2 separate regions of the Mus musculus genome follow, and region 2 is linked to region 1. Evidence: chromatin contacts called from public promoter capture Hi-C data. All regions are on one chromosome and are shown on one strand. The core of a region is the stretch at or near the end of the contact, and the rest is flanking DNA. Distances in the headings are between cores, read along the strand shown. Region 1 overlaps Pisd (phosphatidylserine decarboxylase). Region 2 holds the start of Gpn1 (GPN-loop GTPase 1).

Region 1 (4,089 bases), core at 859-3,358:
GGGTTTTCAAGTAAGATGCCAGCATTTCATTTCATAGAAAGTAGTGTGCACTGGGTTGATGCTAGAATATTTTGTGGTGGCAGCAGGGTGAGGAGAGACTTGAATTGGCAGCACCCCTCATCTCCAGTACCTACCTAAACTCATTGCAAATAAAAGAAATTTTCCCAATTGTGACCATTCATTCTGGTGGAACTTTGAAAATGACAAATTTAGGGAGCTGGGGAGGTGTGTAATAGTGTTCACTGCACAAGGATGAAAAGCCATCCATGGCAGCATGTCCCTGTCACCTCAGTGTTTGGTGGCAGACATAGGTTTGTTCCAAGAACTCAAGGGTGATTTGAACTGTGGGTGCCCGGTTCAAGAAGTTTTAGGGAAAAAAACAATTTTAGAATGTTGTCTAAAGATTGTGGTGAAGAATGTGGTTGCTTTTTGCCCTTGTCCAAGGAGTCTGCCTGAGGCTAAGGTGAAGAGATTTAGATTAACTGCATTGACAAATGAGGTCTTAAAACAGCCTAGCATAGATTCTGTCCTGTGGGTTTCACTCTTAGGAATTGCATTTTGTTGTTGTTGTTGTTGTTGTTGTTGACATGGAGCAAGCGTAGAAAGGAAAAATACAGAAGGTATTGTTCAAGTATTAAATTAGGTGAACCAGGAAATGGAATGGAGCTAAATCCTGTGTTCAAGGATATTAAATGGGATTAACAGAGTGATGACCTGGGGTGAGATTCTACCAAGCTAAGCTTCCATCTAGAGAAAAGAAATTAAAGAAAAGTCTAGGAGTGATGGTTCCTGCCTTTCATCCCAGCACTCAGGAGACAGAGGCATGCAGGTCTCTGAGTTCCAGGTGAGCCTACAGAGCAAGTTCTAGAACAGCCAACCTTAGAGTGAATAAATCACCGAAAACAAGCTGGTGAAGATACAGTTGAACATGAGGGACATATTCCAGCCACAGCAAGCAATGGGACTTGGTAACTTTAGCCACGTGGTTCAGGCTTTAGAGTCAAGATAGAAGAAAGGGGTTATGGAATCTCCCGCCCTGACTAAGGAAAGTGGCCAAATGTGGCAAGGGTGTCCCTGCATGGAGGCCCAGAGAGGCCATTGTGTGAAACTGTGAAGGTGAAGCTTGGATTGCCTTGAAAACCCCAAGAGGTTCAAGAGATGCCAGAGCTGTGGGAGATCTGCCAAAGAAAGCTCCAAACAGGAAGTTAATCAGCCCAAGAGGAAGAAGTCTGTTGCAATTAAAGCTGAAAGGAGTGGAGATCTGAAGAGCGCTTTGATATCATACATGGAGATGCAGAGTTTGGAGTTGGCCCAGCTGATTTTCTCTCTTGCTTTGGTCCAGTATTTCCTCACCACGCTCCCTTCCTTATGCACATGATACGTTGGAAGGATAGATCTGCTTTTATTTTATAGGGGGTTACAGTTAAGAGATTACATGAATCTCAGTCAAGACTTTGGACTTTCAAACATTGTTGAGATTGTGGTAAGACTTTGGGGACTTTGGAAGTTGGACTAAATGTATTTTGCCTTATGTTATGGCTGAAAGCCTATGGGGGCCAAGGAATGGAATGTGGTGGTTTGAAAGGCATGGCTCCCATAGACTGGCATTTGAAGATTACAGTGATCTGGACTCTTCTGTTACAGAAGATAAGTCAGGACCAGCTGACCAGAACCACAGAATCTTTTTTTTTTTTTTTGAGACAGGGTTTCTCTGTCTAGCTCTGGCTGTCCTAGAACTCACTCTGTAAACTAGGCTGGCCTCGGACTCAGAAATCCGCCTGCCTCTGCCTCCCAAGTGCTGGGATTAAAGGCGTGCACCACCACTGCCTGGCAGAACCACAGAATCTTAAATCAAAATATTAAATGGTCTTGAGAGAGCCTTTGCTTCATTCTAGTGTTATGGAGTTTGAGGCCACTGGGGAAAGACTACTGACTCAATGTAGATTATAACTAGCCAAATAACTGTTAGCAGGACCGCAGTCTCTAAAGCCAAGTCAGAGATGCTGCACAGAAGCAAGTGGAGGGAAGGCTTTTTAAGGCTAACACCACAATTACTTCACTGCTGCAGAATTTACAGCTCTGTGAGGATCTGCCTCATTCCCCGTGCTCACAGTGATAAGTCAGTCTACAGAAGCCAGAACACGTGATCAATCACTTCACAGTAGCTACACAGTTCTGAGAGGAGGTAAGGGCTTTTCAGGACTTTAGGTCAGAGGCCAAAGGTACTAAAGTAGATAGCAGGTACAAAATGAGTTTCCTTATCCCTCACACTAAAATTTGTGCATAGCTCTCAGCATTCTAATGGTCCAAGTTCTCACAACAGCTTGCTAAGATTTGAACATTCAGTGGCTTTTCTAACCCAGAGTTACGGCTTCCCTCCAACAGTCCTCCCCAAAACACATGGTCAGGATTGCCACATTAGTATCCCAATGTCGCGCCCACCTTCCCTGTGGCAGGGAAGACACAACACGGTCGGATTCTTCTCAACAGCCTTTATTGCAGGAATGCCTCGATGCTGCTACGGGGACCCCGGGCATCCAGGGAGGTCTGCTTATATACACCCCGGCACAGGAGAAGGCTCCGTGGCCCCCTGGGATTGGTCAGTCTGCTGGCACCCGCTCGGGCACACCGGAAACCACTCGGGCTTCTCACTCTTATATACTCTCAGCCCCCATCCACTCACGGCAGGCCACGCCACCTCACCAGGCACGCAGCTTCAGCCAATCAGGGCGGCAGGGGCATGTCTCCACCAAATATGGACTTGTTTACACCGCCAGCATCATGGTGCACCTGTGCAGTTCTCACAATGGTCTTGGCTTATTTTCAGGTGTTTGAGGAAGTCAGGTGCAAGTCATAAGACTTAGCTGCAGTCCCGGGCGCCATCTTGGGACTGCTGCCACACCCGCTCCTCACATCCCACAAACTGTACTCAGTTCTATTTTAGGATTTCTGTTGTTGTGATGAAACAACTTAACCAAAAGCAAATTGAGGAGGAAAAGCTTTATTTTACTTATACTTCCCCATCTCTGTTCAAACAAAAAGCAAGAACTCAAATAGGGTAGGAGCCTGGAGGTAGGAGCCCATGCAGAGGCCAACTATGCCTGGCTCAAACTTTAGTCTTTTTTTTTTTTTTCATCACTAATTTATTTATTCACTCAAACTTTATTTTTGACAAAGAGTAGACACACAGAGACAGGAAGTGCATTGGGTTTTTATCTGACTCAGGTGGTGACTGTCTTTTTCCCCACTGACTGGAGTCCACCCTCACTATCTTATTCAGTTGGCTAGTCTAAAAAGAATTGGCTCAGGAAGTGAAGGAGAAAGGTCCACTGCCCAGGCTATTACGTTGCTAGAATAGAGCAGTGGGCCTTTAAGTAAACAACAATTTACTAGATGGAGGAGGATTTAGACATTTGCATAAAACTCTCCTACAAGTGGGGCGATAAAGTAATTTTAATTCTTTGTCCTAAGCTCAGGTTTTACAGTATTTGATAGAAAAGACTCTTGTTTAACATTCCTTAGGCTATCTAGCCATGAGAAAGGCTTACCATCTGACTTGCTTTGTGCTTTTCTCTTTCCTCTCATTTCCTTGGTACTAATTTTAGTTTTTGTTTGGACGGGAGTGGTGTAAAGCTTATTTCTAGTCAGAAGTATATCTCAGAGATGTGGCAGGCGGAGATGAGCTGTTAGTTTCATGTTGATGTAGAGAGAAAGGTGTATTAAAGATGTCACACCATTTATTCTTGTACATGAAATTTTTGAGAGAAATTATTCTTGTTTAAATAAAGAAGAAAAGAAGGAAGAAGAGGAAGAGGAGGAGGGAGAAGAGGAGGAAGAGGAGGAGGAGGAGGAGGAGGAGGAAGAGGAGGAGATTGTTTCTTGTAACCCAGACTGGTTTTGAACTTGCTGTTTAGCTGAGTCTGGCTTTGAACTCCTGATCCTCCTGACTCTACCCTCCAAGTGCTGGGATTACAGGAGTGCAGCACCATGCTTGGTTTATACAGTACTGGGGCTTAAACTCAGGACTACTACATACATGCCAGACAAACACTCTACCAACTGAGCTATATTCTCAGTCCTAAGAGCAAC
Region 2 (4,089 bases), core at 500-2,999, 1.3 Mb after region 1:
CACCAGTCTGTAAATTAATAATATCACATATTTATCCTCTAGTTTAAATAGAAAATTTGTTGCCCTATAATCCCAAAATGATCAATGATTTTTGTTGTTGTTGTTGTTTGTTCTTGTTTCTCTGTGTAGCCCTGGCAGTCTTAGAACTGATCTGCCTGTGTCTTCCTCCTGAGTGCTAGGATTAAAGGCGTGAGCCATCACCGCCTGACCTAACCTATGATTCTCAAAACAAGATTCCCTACCCAATTTGTGTATTTGGGGTAAGAAAGCTTCATACCCTAGCCCTGACAGTTAAGGCCTAGGAGTCAGGAAGCCTGGACATCCAAGAGCCCTGTTAGTGGATCACAGACACTTTGATAACAAATCTACCCCCACGCCCACCTTTTCTTTTCCAAACGAGGTCTGGCTATGCAAGTCGGACTGACTCTGAACTCTAAATATTCTGCCTCAGGCTCCCTTGGATCACACCAATACTTAAATCTTTTTGATAGTCTCAATCAGAAAGCTCTCCTCAGAACAGTGCATATTCTTACACACACACCCCACACACACAACTTTGGAAATGGAAGGAACCTGCCTATAAAGTGAATTACAGCAAATCTTATAAACTCTGACAAAAGAAACCAAAGGATTCACGTGTCAGGTGACAGCCCGACCTAATGTCATGTCTCATTCTCAAACCAATTCAACGGTTTCACACACCGAGGGCATGAGAGAGAGGTGAGCGGGGATAGTGCATAAGAGGGATAAATCTGCATAAGCAAGAAGCCTGTTCCGGAACTCAGGCAAATCCACAGAAAAGAAAAGTACATAGTTAGCTAGCTTAGAAAGAAAAGACAAGAAAAGGAAATCAAGCAAGCAGGCAGGCAGGCACTCACCAATATTGGCGGGAAAGGGGACTTCATGCACAGCTGGGTCCAGGTTGATTACATACGGTGGACAGCCTTTGTTGTGCAGGTGTCCTGTGAGCCTCTGCAAAAACAAGGAGCCAGGGTTGGAGGGTGATGACCAAAGGATAGGAACGGGCCCCGAGAATTCCCATCCCTTTACTGACCATGCTTATAAAATCTGTAACAATCTCCTTCTTCCCTCAGCGTGTTCAACACTGAAGAGTTTAAAAAGCCATCTAGTTCCAGTACCTGTCTCCCTATTCTCCGTCACGGCTTCGCTAACTCTGCCCCTCCAAGGGTTTTCTTCCTCTGTCTCCTCCACTAAAACACTCACTCCGTGAAAGCAAGAACCCTGTCGATCTCATTGCCGCTGTACTCTCAGAGCTTAGAACGTGGTAGGTCGAACGAAGTGATTCTTTCACAACTCTTCACGCAAACCAGAGTAGTAGACGTTACACTCCCCTACTCTTTAGGCCCGGGCCTTCGGAAAGCTGCCAATTCGCAGCAAGACAAGTTCAGCTGTACCAAGTGTGCATTAAGGTTGCCCAGGAGCCGGCCTCAAGTGACCCAGGCTAGGGTTCGAGGCTTCGGGAAGGAAAGGAGTCAGAGGACAGCTCGAGAAAACCACGCGCCCGGACCCGCAGATTCCCCAGACAACTTCCTCCCTTCTTCCCGGGCCTGAGGCGCCACTACCGCTTCTGCACGGTGCACGTCACCTGTACAAAGGTAGTTTTCCCGGATCCCGCCATTCCCAACACCAACAGACACACGGGGGGCTGAGGAGCCCGGGAAGCCTGGGGTTCGGATGGAGCCACGGGCGCCGCCATCTTTCCTCAGCCACGCCCACCACTCAGGGATCGCCCGGCGGCCTGCGGGCTCTCTGAATTCCGGGCTGCGATTGGTAGGAAAATCCGTCCTCTTGCGTACAGGGCTACGATTGGTCGAACGATCCGGCCTCTCTGAGTTTAGGGTTGCGATTGGCCAGACTATCCAAACCGCTCGAACCTACTGCAGTGGGTGCCTGACCGGCTTTTGGCATCTGACTTGCAGGGGTCACTTTGATGCTATAGTGGCTTTGCACAAGTGAGGGGTAGTGTAGGGAACCAGGAAGGGTTGACAGGAGTGAGATAGGACCCGGAAAGGGTTAAGCTCGTGTCCCCAAGGGAGTAATGAGGTGGGATTCCCAAGCCAGGATCTGTCAGGATCCTATAACAAAGGTGTTGCTCTACCTTTTATTTTATTGTCTAAGAAGAAGAAGAAAAAAATTAAACGTCATTATGTTCTAGAAAATATTAGGTAAAAATTAGCGTAACACTTGAAAGATAGCATGAATACTGTACTTTAACAGAGGAAGATACATTTTCTGGCAATCATTGCCTAATGCAAAGGGGACTAAAGAACCTTACAGCGTTTGTGGCTGAAGTGTGGCTGAATAATTAATACCGGAAGATATGGGTAGAGGAAGGGAGACGAACCTCATGAGGGAAAGCCCTGTATGACAGAGACTGTGACCAATGTCTTATTTGCTCATCTGTATGGCTATTTGTCCAAGGGAAGAAGAAAAGATGGTGAACCAAAGGCTCAAGGGAACCAGAAAACTCCTAAAAAGTCCCCTTTAAGAGTGAGGTAAAGGGCTAGGAGTCAAGGGTGGCCCTGGGTTTTGTTGACATTCTTGGAAAGTGGATAAAACTCTTTTTTTTTTTTTTAAGATTTATTTATTTATTATATGTAAGTACACTGTAGCTGTCTTCCGACACTCCAGAAGAGGGAGTCAGATCTCATTATGGGTGGTTGTGAGCCACCATGTGGTTGCTGGGATTTGAACTCCGGACTTTCGGAAGAGTAGTCGGGTGCTTTTACCCGCTGAGCCATCTCACCAGCCCCCGTGGATAAAACTCTTAAAGAACAAAAAGTTTGTATATATCTATACATAGATATCTCATTTTATTATGACATGTGCAGGCTGTGGAGAGGGCTCAGTTAGTAAGGTGCTTGCTGCACAAACTTAAGGGCCAGAATTCAGACCCCTGCCCTCACATAAAAGCCCAGGCATTGTGGATTGTGCCTATAATCCCAGTGCTAGGGAGCTAGAGATGGGAGAATCCCTGGAGCTCAGTGGCCAGCTAGCTTAGCCAAATTAATGAGCTCCAGGATCAGTGAGCAACGTACCATACCAAATGGATAGTGATTCTCCTTTCCTGACTCAGGCCCTCTCTGGGCACCACTGTCTGGCTTGTGTTACTTTCTGGCAGGGATTCAGGTAACATTATTTTTCTGGCAGTACCCATACAGTTCAGTTAGTTCACTCCCCACCATGTGAGTCTCAGAGATGGAATTCAGGTTGGAAAGATTGGCTGTAAACACCTGTAATTACTGACCCAACTCCTGGCTGTGGCATCAGCAATTTGGCAAGTTGAAGCTTTGTATGGGGAGATTCTCCGATGACCTTGGATCTCCTCCCTACTTTTCTACAAAAGCAGAAGAGGAGGAAGAGGAGGAGGAGGAGAAAAAGAAAAGCAAGCTTTGAAATTGCTACTGTATAAATGACTATCAATCATTTTCCAAGTACAAGAGAAATTCCACCCATTATGTTGGAAATAAAAGCAGGCCCATTGCTGTTTGTTGTTGTTGTTTTTAATGGATTGGAGTAGCAGGAGAAGCTCAAACCTGTGGCTAATTTGTTTTATATAACACCTGTAATCTCAGCACTCAGAAAGCTAAAGCAGTAAGATAGCCAAATCAAGGTCAGTCTGAAAAACAAAAGGTGATGAGAGATTGAACTAAGTCCCAAGGCAGTTCTGTCCACAGCAGATTTGCTCCAGAGACCTGCAGGTCCTGAGTAGTTTGATGTGAGAGAGACGTGCGTTGTACCTGAACCATATTCTGCCTCCTGACTTTTCACAACTCCTTTCTATTTTCCTCCCCAAGAATAGTGATCTAAGGACACAATAGATCTTGACCACACTGTTTAGTCTTCTAAAAATTCAATAGAACACTACAACAAGGATGCCATGCTGGATGCACATAGATTGTTGATATTAACAGGAACTCTCAAGTATGGTTCTGTCTTGGTTAGCTTTTAGTATCAACATGATACAAGGAAGAGTCACCTGTGGAGACAGAGTCTCAACTGAGAGATTCCCCAGGTTAGACTGGTTTGTGGGCGATTATCTTGAATTTGAATCGATGGAGGAGGATG

The links. Promoter capture Hi-C pulls out the DNA fragments that hold promoters and counts their contacts.
Region 2: a promoter capture Hi-C map of the 3T3-L1 cell line shows a contact between it and region 1, with 5 times the contacts expected there. The contact joins the promoter of Gpn1 here to the enhancer-like site in region 1. A contact is called at or near these places in 12 of 39 promoter capture datasets (the 3T3-L1 cell line, the C10 cell line, cranial neural crest and 7 more), 3 of 115 datasets of contacts at active chromatin or transcription factors (embryonic stem cells and thymic regulatory T cells) and 1 of 9 other capture datasets (adipose tissue).

The regions. Positions count from the first base shown.
Region 1 is chr5:32,759,015-32,763,103 of GRCm38.p6, reverse strand. The region is part of intron 3 of Pisd (phosphatidylserine decarboxylase); the gene reads left to right. Among named protein-coding and RNA genes, the nearest start is that of Pisd, 25 kb to the left of the region's middle. Within about 2 kb of position 2,108, at least 35 of the 459 cell types and tissues checked have an H3K27ac peak or open chromatin away from gene starts, as enhancers often do. A contact at or near this core is called in adipose tissue and embryonic stem cells, where this site is marked.
Region 2 is chr5:31,492,401-31,496,489 of GRCm38.p6, reverse strand. It overlaps Gpn1 (GPN-loop GTPase 1), which reads right to left and starts at 1,749. Exons shown (of 14, transcript NM_133756.5): 1 at 1,607-1,749; 2 at 879-972. The coding sequence starts at 1,717.